Regions from separate parts of the Hordeum vulgare genome. Here region 2 is linked to region 1. The links are chromatin contacts, called in public Hi-C maps. All regions are on one chromosome and are shown on one strand. The core of a region is the stretch at or near the end of the contact, and the rest is flanking DNA. Distances in the headings are between cores, read along the strand shown. Region 1 has its middle 5.5 kb from the start of LOC123401154. Region 2 holds the start of LOC123404329 (protein INAPERTURATE POLLEN 1 homolog).

Region 1 (7,040 bases), core at 3,173-5,672:
CTCTACTTGGAGCTGCTCTGCTTCTCATACTCAATGGCCTCAACAAGCATGGATTTCCTTATCAGCCCATAGACCCCAATTTCTCTTGAGATCAAGGTACATCTAACAAAAACTAAAAAATATAATTTCTCTCAAGATCAACATATGAGAGTCCATCTCTTCTCAAAGTAAACAATGTAATATGCTAAATTCCGAAGCAGAATACGTGTTGTACAGGAGACAACGAAGGTGGGGGGATTAGGCGAAGCTCACCAACGGTTTTGAATTTATCAAATAATCCATATAGAGGGTTGTTGTGCTCCAGGGGAGATTCACACACCATTTTTAGTTGAATCACTCTCACCAGCAGCAGAGATATGTGATATAAATATGGCCTTGGCTGAAAAAGGAATCAACTTGCCGGGAAATTGCATAAGTTCGTTAGATACATATCCACAAATAATTAATTGATCAAAATTAATTGGGAACAATCATTCTGAGTAACTAACAATTATAAACATCACAAACTATTTCACCAACTCAGTTCTCTAGATGTACAACAAGCCCGTGTATAGACATGCCAATGAGCAAAGGATGTGCAAACCATGGCATGTATACACAGAGAAAAAAGTTTCAACGAAAAATCACTGCGATGTCACAGTCTATCATATGTGTCATCTAAACAAATGAAACTGCAACTGCTAGCATCATGTAAAAAAAGAATAGATCCATTCTACCTAGATGTAAGCACATGTGAGTATGTGACACGCACACAAGAAGGCACGAGTATGAAGGAATGGAGAAATCACCAACCTGTCAAACCAAGTTTCTGCCTGCTGCTGGCCGGCGCTCTTCACCAAGCCACGTCGTGTAGCCCTACGGAGAAAGGCCACGATTTGCGGACCAGGTTGTCATACAAACGCGACAAGGAGGACGAACTCCTTATCCCAGCCAACCAACTCGGCCACTGACCAGAACCAGGGGAGAGACGGCAGGCCGGCCTCGCCGCTCCCCACCGCCGTCCTCTTGGCCCTCCCCAGCAAGAAGATAGGCCGCCCTTGCTGCTCCCCACCGCCGGCCTGCAGGCCCTCCCCAGGAAGAAGGCACGCCGGCCTCGCTGCTCCCCACCGTCGGCCTCCTGGCCCTCCCCAGCAAGAAGACCCAGCCTCCCCAACCCTAGGTCGTGGGTGGGGAAGAAGTTGTGGGGTGAGCCCGTCCTCGGAGACGAACAAAGATGAGGGAGGAGGAATAACACGCGTCGGTGAGGCTCCATGGCGGAGGCCATGGCGACGCGAGGAGGAGGGATGGAGGAGGCGAGAGAGGCTATGGGGATGATGGGAAAGGGGCTAGGGTTTGTCTGGCAGCCCGTGTGAGAGTGGGACGTGGCGATGACAGGATTGGTTGCGAGATGCGCAGAGCGGATTGGCCAAAAACCTAGTGCACGCAGGAGTCGACGAACCTAGCCAACCAACGCGCAACGCGAGCGCACATGTCATTGGCCAGCAAAAACCACCGCAGGATGAAAATCAAGTTTAACTGTTGTAAAGATATAACGGCTCAAACACGTGAGAAGGTTGATCGGAAGGCCAACGAAGCCTCAAATCGGGGGAGCGCTCGGGAGGGTGGGACGCCCAGCATCCTTATAGGTTAGAATGGTCGCCTTGCTTTGCAGTTGCCACATATCAACCAAGCAAGCCTACGACTCATGAAGGTTTATGGTGCTTATGAGAATGTGGCACTGTATTGAGCGTTTTGTATCCCTCGTTTATGTCATTTTACCGAAGGACAAAGTGTTGTATGCCACCATGTGTCTCACCTCTTTGATGTGTTCTTTGCATCCGTCCGTACAAACTGCTCCACGATTTGCATCTTGCGCGTTCAAAACTCACAAAACGAGCAGCTCCTCCTCAGCGCGAGCAACAGTTGGCCAGCCCAGTAACAAGTGCACACATAAACTGCCTCAATGTTTGTGTTTTTAGGGTGGTTTTAAGAAGAATTTATTTATTTCCCCTGGTTTTCTACTAATATACATACAAAAATTGGAATTGTTTCTTGACTTACGAGAATGCCCGTGAATTAAAAGTTCACGAATTTTGCAAAATGTTCTTGAGTTCAAAGAATGCTAGAGAACTCAAAAACAATCGTGCTTTCCAAAAATCTTCATCAATTTAAAAAAATAAATATTCAAACAATTCATGAGTTTGGAAAAATGTGCACGAAATTTAAAAATACATCAAATTTAATAAGTTTTCATGAACTTAGCAAATTTTAAAAATTCAATAAATGCTTGTGAATTTGAAGTATTTATTTAATTTGAATAGAAAAGTCCAATTTTGCAAAATTATTGGGAACACATAAAATGTTTATGAATTTTAAAAATTATGACTTCAAAAGGTGTTCAAGAATTTTTAAAAAAGGTTTGCAAGTTCGAATTTTTCATGAATTTCGTAAAAAGTTCTTCAGTTTGAAAATTGTTCACGGATTAAAAAAACTCCATATTTGAAACATCATGAATTTCGAATTTATTATTGATTTTCAAAATTACTAATTTTAAAATTATTACTGATTTTAAAAAATCATGAATTTAAAAATTATTAGTCATTTTTTAAAAACACATTTTTTAAAATGTTCAAAAAATTGAAAATAGAAAGGGTGGCAAACATAATATTAAAGGATAAAATCTGAAAAAAAAGGGATTGAAAAAACGCAGAAACATGGGTGGATTGTGCATTTTGGGAGTGTTTGGTAGCCTGCACAAGCTCAATCTAGCCCGCATAATGCAATTTTGACCCGTTTGCAAGCTTATGTGCACGGGCAAACCTATTTAGCGGCACACATGCCGATTTTAGTTCATTTTTACAAACCGGCGCCTGCAAGCGAGTTGGTTGGGCTCGGCCCAAATAGCATTTTCTCATCTCGCTTTTTAACCCGCAAAAACCAGCGCCCATTGAGACATCATGAATTTCAAAACTATTATTGATTTTCAAAATTACTAATTTTAAAATTATTACTGATCTTTAAAAAAATCATGAATTTAAAAATTATTAGTTATTTTTTAAAAACACATTTTTTTAAATGTTCAAAAAATAGAAAATAGAAAGTGTGGCAAACATAATATTAAAGAAAAAAATCTGAAAAAAAGGGATTGAAAAAATGCAGAAACATGGGTGGATTGTGCATTTTGGGAGTGTTTGGTAGCCTGCACAAGCTCAATCTGGCCCGCATGATGCAATTTTGACCCGTTTGCAAGCTTATGTGCACGGGCAAACCTATTTAGCGGCACAGACGCCGATTTTAGTTCATTTTTACAAACCGGCGCGTGCAAGCGAGTTGGTTGGGCTCGGCCCAAATAGCATATTCTCATCTCGCTTTTTAAGCCGCGAAAACCAGCGTCCATTGAGAGGATCGAGAACCTGTAACCTACTGATAGACTGCAAACCGCGTTTACCAGTCGGCCAGATTTGCTGATATGATAGGATGGACCTTTTTTGTTTTTTATTGATTATTCTTTCCTTATTTCTTATTTCTCATTTCTTTTTCCCTTTTCCTTTTTTTTCTTTTTTACTTACTTATTTGATGAGTTTTATTTTTCAAATTTGTGAACTACTTTCGAATACTGAACTTTTTTCATTTTCTGATGAAATTTTTGAAAATCGATGAACTTTTCTCCAAATCTAATGAACTCATTTCAAAATCAATGAATTTCTTTCTTCAAATGGATGATCTTTTTTCATTTGATGATGAACTACTTTTAAAATTGATGAACTTTTCTTCAAATTTGATGAACTTTTTAATTTGGATGAACCTTTTCAAATTTGATGAATTTTTTTTCATTTTTTCATGAACTATTTTTAAAATCGACAAACTATTTTTCAAATTCGATGAAATTTTGAAAAATTTGGATGAATCTTTTGAAATATGATGAACTTTTTTCAAATCTGACGAAATTTTTTCTAATCTGATGAACTTTTTTGTTTAAATCAATGATTTTTTCCATTTTTCAGTGAACATTTTTTGAAATCGATGAGGTTATTTTGAATTCATGAACTTTTTTTAATACATGAACTTATTCGATTTCATGAACTTTTTTGACTAGGCCAACTTTTTTTGCATGCTCTTGAACTTCATTTGAAATATGTGAACGTTTTTTGCAAATAATTGAAAAATCTAAATTTTACTGTGGAATGTGTAATAAATACCGTCTTTGTATTCCTGTTTTTATAAAAGTAGCGCTGTAAATAGTCACTAGAGAATAGGTGATGTACTGGTTAGAGTCAATGTGTGGAAGCCTAAAGTATGGAGATCGAATCCCGGCCGTGGTGCATTTTTTGTGCTGCGCAGTCTTGGGCCGGCCATTTTTTGCTGTGATTTTTGCGCTGTGCAGTCTTGGGCCGGCCCATCCAGACGCCAGTTATGCTGGGCGGCGATGAATGCGCGCAATAGTAGCACCCTATGTGCACCACATTCTTGGAATACCCTATTCATGGAGACGATCGGACACACAGGGTGCTCTACCGACTGGGCCGGCCAATTTTTTTTATTTTCTTTCTCTGTTTCTTTTTTCCTTTTCTGCTTATGTCCATTCTTTTTTTATTATTAGATTCATTTTTATTTAATTTTTAATTTTTACTTTATGAAAACGATCAAATGTTGAATTTCCTATTCATTTTTTGAAGACATGAACATTTTTTAAAACAGAGAATAAATATGAAAGCACGAACATTTTGTGATTCTTGAGAAAAAATTCGCAACCGAGATTAATTTTGAAATATCCTGAACAAATTTGGAAGCGCGATTTTTTTAAAGCATGGACACTTTTTGAATCTAGAGAATAAAATTTCGAAACGGATAACAATTTTCAAAACCCTGTACAAATTTGCAAGCACGAACAATATTTTAAAGCACAAAATTTTATTGAATCTTGCGATTTTTTTCGAAAATGAGAACAATTTTGAAAAATCCTAAATAAATTCATAAACACAAACAATTTCGAAAACACGACTATTTTTTGAAAGACAATATTTAAATAAAAGGTCATTTTTGAAAATCCAGAACAGTTTTTAAAATATTAAACAATGTTTGAAAACGACAATTTTTTGAAATTTCTAACATTTTCTAAAATCAAGAACATTTTTAAAAATTTGAGAACAATTTTAGAACATGAATATAGTTTAACAATTGATAAAAAATTGATATTTGTAACATTTTCGTAAATACTGAAAATTATTTCAAAATACCAAACTTTTTCTTAAAATACGGAGCAATATTTTCAAAAACAGAATATTTTTTTAAAAACCCGAACATTTTCTAAAGTTATGTACATTTTTTAGAAAACAGCAACTATTTCAAATTTAAAACTTTTTTTAAAAAGAGAAACATTTTTTGATTTGAAGAAAATAAAATAAAATTCAAAACATTTTTTGAAAATGCAGAATCTTTTTTGTAACGGAAACAGAAAAAACAGAAAAGAATAAAGAAAGAATATAAAAAAATAAAACGAAAAAAAAAACCAGTTCAAGAACCTACTAGAAATTTACCAAAACAAATCAAAAACCGAAATCAGTGAAGTGCTAATGGACTAACCCATTAAAATCCCTCGCCTCACTTCCCGTTTGATTTTGCCGGACTCCCTCTCGGAAGAAACCACAAAAATATGAGATTTCTCTATTCACCGTATTTTGCGGCAAATAGACGGGACTACGCATAGTCAACCAACTTTTTTGGAAACTTTTTAGAAAGTTTCTAAACCGATTTTTGTTTCTTTTTAAACATTTTTTTCCTTTTTTGCCTTTATGTTTCGGTTTCTTTTTTCATTATTTTTTTTCTGATTCCTTTATTTTGAATTTTGTTTTATTTTTTTTAAATAAGTTTATGGTTGAAACATTTTCTTCAAATTCTTTTTTTTTACTTTTTGGAAAAATGTTCTAAATTTCAAAAAGTTGCTGATTTTTAAAAACATTCGTAACTTCAAAAAATGTTCGAGATTTTCAAGGAATATTCGTTATTTTTAAAAAATGTTCAGTATTTCCTAAAAATGTTTTGCATTTTTAAAAAAAATTCAAATTCGAAAAATATCTTTGCTTCAAATTCGAAAATAAAAAGGAAAAATAGGAAAGAAACCAAAAAAGGAAATAATTAGAAAAGGATAAAATGAACAGAAAAAAGAAAAGAAAATGAAATTATCAGATTTACTTATGAAAAAAACTGGGCCGACCCGTGTGTGCGTCCGCTCAGGTGTTCATCGCAATGAGCGGTGCAAAGGAGGTCCCCACATTCTTGGCATCCACTAAACTTAAAGTACCACCGGGCCAAACCTGGAGGAACAATCGAATAAAGTGTTTTTGTCGAGCGAGGCCCAAACAATGCAATTAAATTTTGTGGACGGCTCTCATGCTCCAATTATATGTGAACTCCTCTACACTAGGTGCATTGTGCACATGAGTTTGCACGTGTTTTGTTGTAATCTCCTTCCTTAATCTCTCTCACCTAACACCTTTTAATATGCACAACGGTGCTTCGATGCGAGATAATTTCTACAAGTATGTGTCCATCAATGTAATGTTTGTTGGAAATATTTCCTAGAGGCAATAATAAATTAGTTATTATTATATTTCTTTATTCATGATAATCGTTTATTAACCATGCTATAATTGTATTGATTGGAAACACAATACTTGTGTGGATACATAGACAAAACACTCTCCCTAGTAAGCCTCTAGTTGACTAACTCGTTGATCAAAGATGGTCAAGGTTTCCTGACCATAGGCAAGTGTTGTTACTTGATAACGGGGTCACATCCTTAGGAGAAACATGTGATGGACAAGACCCAAATTATGAACGTAGCATATTGATCGTGTCGTTTTATTGATATAGTTTTCTGCGTGTCAAGTATTTGTTCCTATGACCATGAGATCATATAACTCACTAGCACCGGAGGAATGCCTTGTGTGTATCAAACGTCACAACGTAACTGGGTGACTATAAAGGTGCTCTAGAGGTATGTCTGAAGGTGTCCGTTGAGTTAGTATGGATCAAGACTGAGATTTGTCACTCTGTGTGAC
Region 2 (7,253 bases), core at 923-3,422, 560 kb before region 1:
TATTTTCCAGTGCTACTACTAGGCTCCTACATATAAGGTTTTTCCTATTAGTGAGGGAGAACAAGAAACAAAAGCTCAAGGAGCTCTATGCGGAAACGCATAATCGTCGTATCACAACATGGAATGGGGACTTTGGATCCCTGTTATGCGCCCAAAGGCTTAACTTCGCATTTGTCAGGTAGAAGTATTCTCGAAGGGTGACGCACGCCGCATATGAGAAGTACCTAGAGAAAGTTTACGTTGTTGGTGGGTACGATCAGGATTGAGTTATATATACATGTCATGATGTCCAACACTATCCTAGATATCCAGTTTGTGTGTCTTATATCTCTGCTTGAGTATGTTTATTATGTGTTGATCAAGATGTTAGTGAGACTTTATTTTATGTACTAATATGTTGAACAATGTAATTGCAGTCTTCACCTGCAATCAATTTTGTTGATGGAATATATGCTTATCTTAGATTTCCCATACAATTTACTACTAGCAACCGTTTGCCCAGAGACCATAGCACGCACAGATACGTGTGAGTGTTGGTAGTTCTTTTACACTGTGCATATTATGGAAAAAGAATGCTAGACTTACCTTAAAACTTGTTGAATGCGGTAAAAAATCAGGTGTCACACAAAAAGGAAATTTGGAATCCATTTACAAACTTGGTTATTTTTCCGGATTGAAACCGTGTGTGATGACTAACATTGTGTCGCGACACGCGTGTCCTGATTGTCCAGAGCGCATTTCCACGGATCACACATCTGCAACTATAGGATTTACACGAATCACAATAGTCCGCTCACACCGTGGTGGCACTTATCGGACACGGTTGTGTCTACTAAATCGTCGCCTCCGAAGCGCATTATTATTCTGACCGAGTAAACCCTCACCATCGTCCCACGTCACAAAACCCTCACCCTCTTCCCTTCTCGAGTCACACCCGCACTCCTCTCTAACACCGCATGTCACACCCGCTGCATAGTGTTGAACTCTTAGCTTTTAGGAACCCCCTTCCCTTATCACAATTGTCATTTAGTGGCAAAAGCTATATAATTTTATTTCCTTTTTGCCACTCTTAGCTTTTCACAATTATCACAATTTTCACTCTAAATTTTTTGTTTTTGCCTGGAAATGGCAATTCTGATCATTGTCAAAAACTAAGAGTGGCAAAAGTGAAATGTCAAAATTTAGAATGGCATAAGAAAAATTGACAAAATCTAGAGTGGCAAAAACAAAAAATTTCCAACAAGTTAAGCACCCGTGCATTGGAAGCCTTAGTTGCTAAACTTTTTAATATGCTTAGCACCGACACATTGAAAGTGGCATAAGATGATGCATTAGGAACTCACGTCGAGCATTTGCTGGTTGAAACGGTGTCCTCGCAATTTTATGGCTCGGTAAACTTACGAGAGAGAAATGATTGTTTTTTTCTTTGACCATGTTCTTCTAAGTGTTGTATGAAGGACAATTTTCCTTCCTCGCTTCACTACTAAAATCTTATGTATTTGCATGCAGTTTGTGTCTTGCAAATGTGTTTTCTCATATACTCTATCCATTTCTAAATATTTATCTTTTTAAAGATTTCAATACGGACTACATACATATGTATATAAACATAATTTAAAATGTAAGCTCACTCATTTTACTTCGTATGCCATGTGTAGTTGATTTAAAAATATATATTTAAGAACGGAGGGAATACTCGTTAGGACACACGAAGAATTCGAGAAAAGCTTTGGAAGAATATATTTTTCTTCTTGAGCGCTAGGTTTTGACTCTTTTAAAAAAAACAGGTTTTAAGCATATGAAGGGGGTGTTTGTTTCGAGGGATTTTTTGGTGTAAGGACTAAAAAAGTCCCTTTTAGTCCCATGTGAAACAAACATGAGAGACTATTAGGGACTAAAAGAGGGTATTTGGGACTAAAGGAAGAAGTCCCTATGGGAGGGTCTTTTTGGGATTTTTTGGACACTTTTTCCAACAATGCCCCTACTTTTAGCATGTCATTTAATAACTTCTAGTACATCACTAGGGGTATCATGATCTTTTTGCATGTTATTTAATGACCTCTAGTCTTTATTTAGTCCATGAAAACAAACGGATAAAGACTAGAGACTTTTTAGTTGGGACTTTTTTTTGAAGGGGATGAATTCCCTCCGTGAAACACAGGCGCCGCGAAGTCACTGGACCGGGCCAAAACTTCCTTCCAGGACGGAGAACCCTTTGCAGTGGCAGCCCACCTCCGTCCTTTCCTCCTCCCTCCCTCCCAGCGGCGGCGACGGACGACGGCTAAACCCCACCGGACACAACCGACCAATCGCCCGGCCCCGCCGCCTACCGTGGAGCCAGCGCAGCCGCCTCCGCATTCAGAAGCATGCCGAGGCCTCCTCCGCCAGGCCGAGGGGCTCCTGGCGCCAGGCGGCCGATGCGGGACTTCTTCGCGGCCTGGCTCGCCACCCTCCGCTCGCCGCTCCTCCCGTTGCTCCGCCGCGCGCTCTCCTCCTCCCCCGGCTCCTGGAACGACCCAATATCCTCGGCCGCCGCTGCCGTCGAGGCCCACTTCGAGGCGCACTGGTCCGCCCTCGACTCGGCCGCCCGCCAGGACCCCGCCCAGGTCATCTGCGCCGGGGATTGGCGGTCGCCCCTGGAGCTCCCCTTCCTCTGGCTCGGCGACTTCCACCCCTCCCTCCTCACCTCCCTTCTCCGATCGCTATCGCCATCGCCGCGGCTCCTCGCCTCCGCCGACCGCGTCGACCGCCGAATCCGCGCCGCCGTCCCCGTCGTCACCGACCGCCTCCGCCACGCCCAGGAGGTCTTCACCTCCGCCGAGGTGGCTGGTGGGGCCGACCTGGAGGCGTTCTTGGAGGAGCTCAAGGACGTCGCCCTCGAGGCTAATCGGCTCCGTCGAGGCGTTCTTTCGGAGCTCGTTGCTGCCGCCGGTGGGCACCAGGCGGCTCTCTTCCTCGAAGCTCTGTCGCGCTTCGTGCTCTCCATGCACGACCCGGAGGTGCTCCGCCGCTTCGACCATTGTCGCCCCTCGCCTGGTAGTTAACCCCTCTTCTTGGCTCGCTAGTTTATATTCTGTTTCTTGAGTTCTTTGGGTTGTGCAAATCTTGGTTTCCGGGAGGAATTGATACTAATGAAGCTTCATGTAATTTTTTTTTGAGACAACGTTAATATGTACGAAGGGTTAATGCCAAGAAAATAATTGCGTTCTTCTGTATGTTTGGTTGTGATTCTTCTTCTTTGTAACGGAAATGCTGGACCTTGGAGTATATGGTAAGATGTGCGAGGAAAACGCTGTGCAAAGTCTGGAATGGTGGAATGGCTTGTGACTGAAGCTGTTTACGGTATTGCATTAGGAGTCTTAATTCTCTTCCAAACTATCCCTTGAAGTTATGGATGGATTGAATAGGATTGATTAAATGTTAGCAGCAGGGGAATTGGATTTTCATGAACAATGAAGAAATAATGTCTGCTGCTTGTTTCATCTTCTTTTGATGTTTAGCTAAATATTGTTCGTCATTTGGTTCTTTCAGATTAGAAAAGTTGGCAAAAATTGTATGTCCTGTTGTTTATCCTTTAAAAATGATTTGTTACATAACAATGCTGGTACTATTGTGTTGTTCACATTGTGTGCACAGGTATCATTCTTACCGTGTATATTGCTCGTGTCTATCTTTTTGGTGATAAAATAGTTGGTTTATACTAAAGTGATAGTAATTTGCCTATCAAATAGTTTGCTGAAAATTAACAGACTTTTACATCAGATTGCTTTCCTGTGAATTTTTTTACCTGAGATGTACTCTGCCCTCCCAAGTCATAACTAGCATCTTGGTGTCTGAAAATGAGGTGTGACACGCACTGTTTAGTTTCTTTTCCAAAGTTTAGTCAGTAATTGGTTAGCAAACGTAAATCTTCTGACAGTAATTTTTACTCAATGACTCCTAATGTTCACTTGCATTATGCTAGTCTCTGTGCATTTTTTTACCTGGTTATATACTTACCTTATGCTAGATAGTAGGAAAAATAAATGCTTGGCATGATAGCTAGATGAACACTGTAGGAAGATGCCAACTCATTATGTTTTAGGCAGAGTTGCCACTAAGTTTAATCTGCAATGGTCATAAATCTTTGAATGTTGTTCCTGCGAGTAATGAAGTTAGAAACAATCATGCACTGATTATTGGACGAAATTGTGTAAGGGCGTTGCGCCATTGCCCCAACTCAATAAATTTGCATCTAAAGGCATGTGACTGGTCTGAACTTCATTGTTTCAATGTATTTAGCGTGGTTTTGGGCTTGAACAATTATTTGTGCCTCTAATGGCCGAGACCCTAACTGGATTGATTATTACTTGGATGAAGAAAAGGTAAAGAAAAACAATCTGATTATCAGGTAATCATCACCATTTGCTAATATTACCAGTCAGAACCAGCACTTGGTGAATTGGTTGTTTAATGATCTAATTTCAATGCTCCCGTGATACTTTAATTTAGTCATGTACTATATCTTATATGACTCAGCAAAGTCTAACTTTGTAACTACTGTTTATATTGCATTCGAAGCTTTGGAGAGAAAAAGGACGTCCTGTAAAGAATAGCTTTACTAGAATCTTGTGAAGATCAGCTTAACTACATGCTGTCGTTCACTGTTGTCAGTTGTCACACTCTTCTGCCAAAAAGGGTCAAAGGTTGACATTAAGATTTTTGTATTTCTTCAACTTTTGCTAGTTTTATTTGGTATATAAGATTTTTTCTGCAAATCATTTGCTATGTTTTTCTTGATAAACAAATCTTTTGGCATTCTTCAAGTCCAAACCTCCATAGGTTTACATCAGATTATGATAGGCGAGTGTACTTGTAAATTTAACGGTAACAAGGATTTGGCCCCTTTGTTGTTAAGATCAAGGTTGCCTAGGTCGATAAGAGATTGCATATTAGGTGAACCAAAACCACTTAATTGCTAGGTCGCCAAGATGGCAAGAAAATACTTGGAAACCTACTATTTGATAATATCAATGATTATTAGGTATGCATACAAACTATAACTGTAAGTGCACTTATCACTTCATTGTATAGCACCATTTACTTTACAACCACATAACGACATGTCTGATCGAGCACAAACTGTAATCAGTCATAACTTTGCTATGCTGTGGGAATATATCCACATCAATCACCTTCCCTGGAAATGGTATCTTTTATATCAGCTGGAAGTCAGTTAACCACTGGATACAATTCAGCAGTTTGCATTGTTTCTTTGGATATGCACCAAAGACTGAACTTATGGTTGTATAAATTCAACCGTTGGGGGTCTGTAACTTAATGTAAGACGTTTTTGCAGTTCGTCTTACATTAAGTTAAGAGGGATTACAAAATTACTTCATTAGCTTGGATAACTATTTCCGGAGAAACTAGACCAGGTACAGCGTGTAGAACTTCGCTTACAGACACTAATGAGAACAAAAATCTGAGCTAGGTCCAAAGCAACAGGAAGTCCTGGCTATATACAATTGTACATAAAGAAACTCAGGATATATTTATTGTCTAAAGAACAGTATCTTTGGTGTTTCCATGTGAGGATATAGCACTGTTGGGTTGCATAATGCTCTCCAAAATGCATCGCTAGATCCAAATGTTTGCATAGCCGATCCACTATGTGTTGCATGGCTTTCTTGATTCTTGAGCAATGATGCCCTCTAGGTTTCTTGTTGTTTCCAGTCTGGCAATTGTACATCTAGACTACTATAACAGGTCTCTCAGAAGTCATGTCCATATTATTCTCTTCTGCTTTAACCTCAAGAAAAAGGCTAAGATTTTATTGACAGAACAATGAGTGCACGTTGTTTTCCTTTCTATAGCCTGACAAAAAAATGTTTCTCCCTTGTTTAGTTCAGATGAATGTATACTTATGTCTTACTTTTCATTCATCACACAACCTTTTCGTCATCCATCAGACATTCACATACATTTATTTCCCTTAATATCACCTTTTCCTAATTAGTATGAACTCTATAAATCTTATAAATCTTATTTTTAGTTCCACATACATCCATTTCTATCCATTTTTGCGACAAGTAATTCAGGACGGAGGGAGTAATTGCTTTGCCTGGTTAGTTTTCTGCAGTCTTCCATCTTTTATGTCTTTTGATCTAACATAGCCACATTAAGTAATCTTCTAAAGTCTTTATGATATCTTGCTGCCATGTTGCCCTGACAGTTCTGCATGTTTCCCATTTATTATGCAAAAGAAAATACCAAGTTGAGAAATTAGTTACTGCAAATATAGTTCTTGGAAGCTTTTGTGATCTCGCATGGCAGAAGTGCATCAAATAATAATATCTTTAGTCATGTTGGCGGGCAAGGAGGGATGAACTGCAAAAGTGCAAATTGAAGTTCTTTTTCTCATCTGCCAAGCTGTACCATTTTGTCGTAAGCTGCCCTACCAAAGCCTTGACCTCTCAGGCTGATGATGGTATAATGGGAAGCTGTTGCCGGCTTTTGTGCTTGTCTGCATACTGACAAGAGGAAACTCTTGAACCCTGTGCACATTTTTGTGTTTCATTATGCACATATGGGTACGTTAATCAATGATAAGGAAAATTATTCCTCAAAAAAATGGTAAGGAAAATTCTGTGCTGGTTTCTGAACAAAGTTGGGCTATCCTTTGGTGTTAAGGTAAGTTTGCCTAGTTCGTGTGGTTTTCGACTGGTTCTCCACTAATTAAATGGGCAATTCTCTGCTGCTTAATTAATAGATTGAGGCCCCTAGGCTCCAGTTCAAAAAGTTATCCTTGGTCGTTAACAGATCGCATCACTAGTCAAATCAAACATGGTGCCAGTGTTACTTGCTAGTTTGCCATGAAAGCAGGATAAAAACCTATTGGTACTCATAGACAAAGTGAAATAGTAAGTGCATTGATCACTTCAATGCATAGCACCAGTAACTGTACAGTCACTGAAAGAAATATCTCATTGAGCTGAGCACAAACTGTAGCCAGCAATAAATTTGCTATGTTCTAGGAATAGGTTCATGGGCAATCATCTTCCCTGGAAGTATTATCTTTGGTATCAATTAGAAAGGCAAACCACTGGATGCTATTCAGCATTTAGTTTTGCTTTCTTCAGATCTGTACCGAATGCTAGGCTTATGTTTGTAAAATAAACACTTGGTGATACTTACAAGATGCATAGATTCTTCCAAGCCTTCTTGACCAATATTATTGTACTTGTATGTGTCCTTGAACTTCTTAGGTTTGT

The links. A called contact is a pair of places that touch in the nucleus more often than the background predicts.
Region 2: a contact with region 1 is called in a Hi-C map of seedling, with 3 times the contacts expected there. The contact joins the promoter of LOC123404329 here to the enhancer-like site in region 1. A contact is called at or near these places in 1 of 6 Hi-C or Micro-C datasets (seedling) and 1 of 1 datasets of contacts at active chromatin or transcription factors (embryo).

Annotation. Positions count from the first base shown.
Region 1 is chr6H:415,419,058-415,426,097 of MorexV3_pseudomolecules_assembly, reverse strand. No RefSeq gene overlaps it. Among protein-coding and RNA genes, the nearest start is that of LOC123401154, 5.5 kb to the left of the region's middle. Within about 2 kb of position 4,422, at least 3 of the 3 cell types and tissues checked have open chromatin away from gene starts, as enhancers often do. A contact at or near this core is called in seedling, where this site is marked.
Region 2 is chr6H:415,976,306-415,983,558 of MorexV3_pseudomolecules_assembly, reverse strand. It overlaps LOC123404329 (protein INAPERTURATE POLLEN 1 homolog), which reads left to right and starts at 2,172. Exons shown (of 3, transcript XM_045098252.1): 1 at 2,172-3,036. The coding sequence starts at 2,367.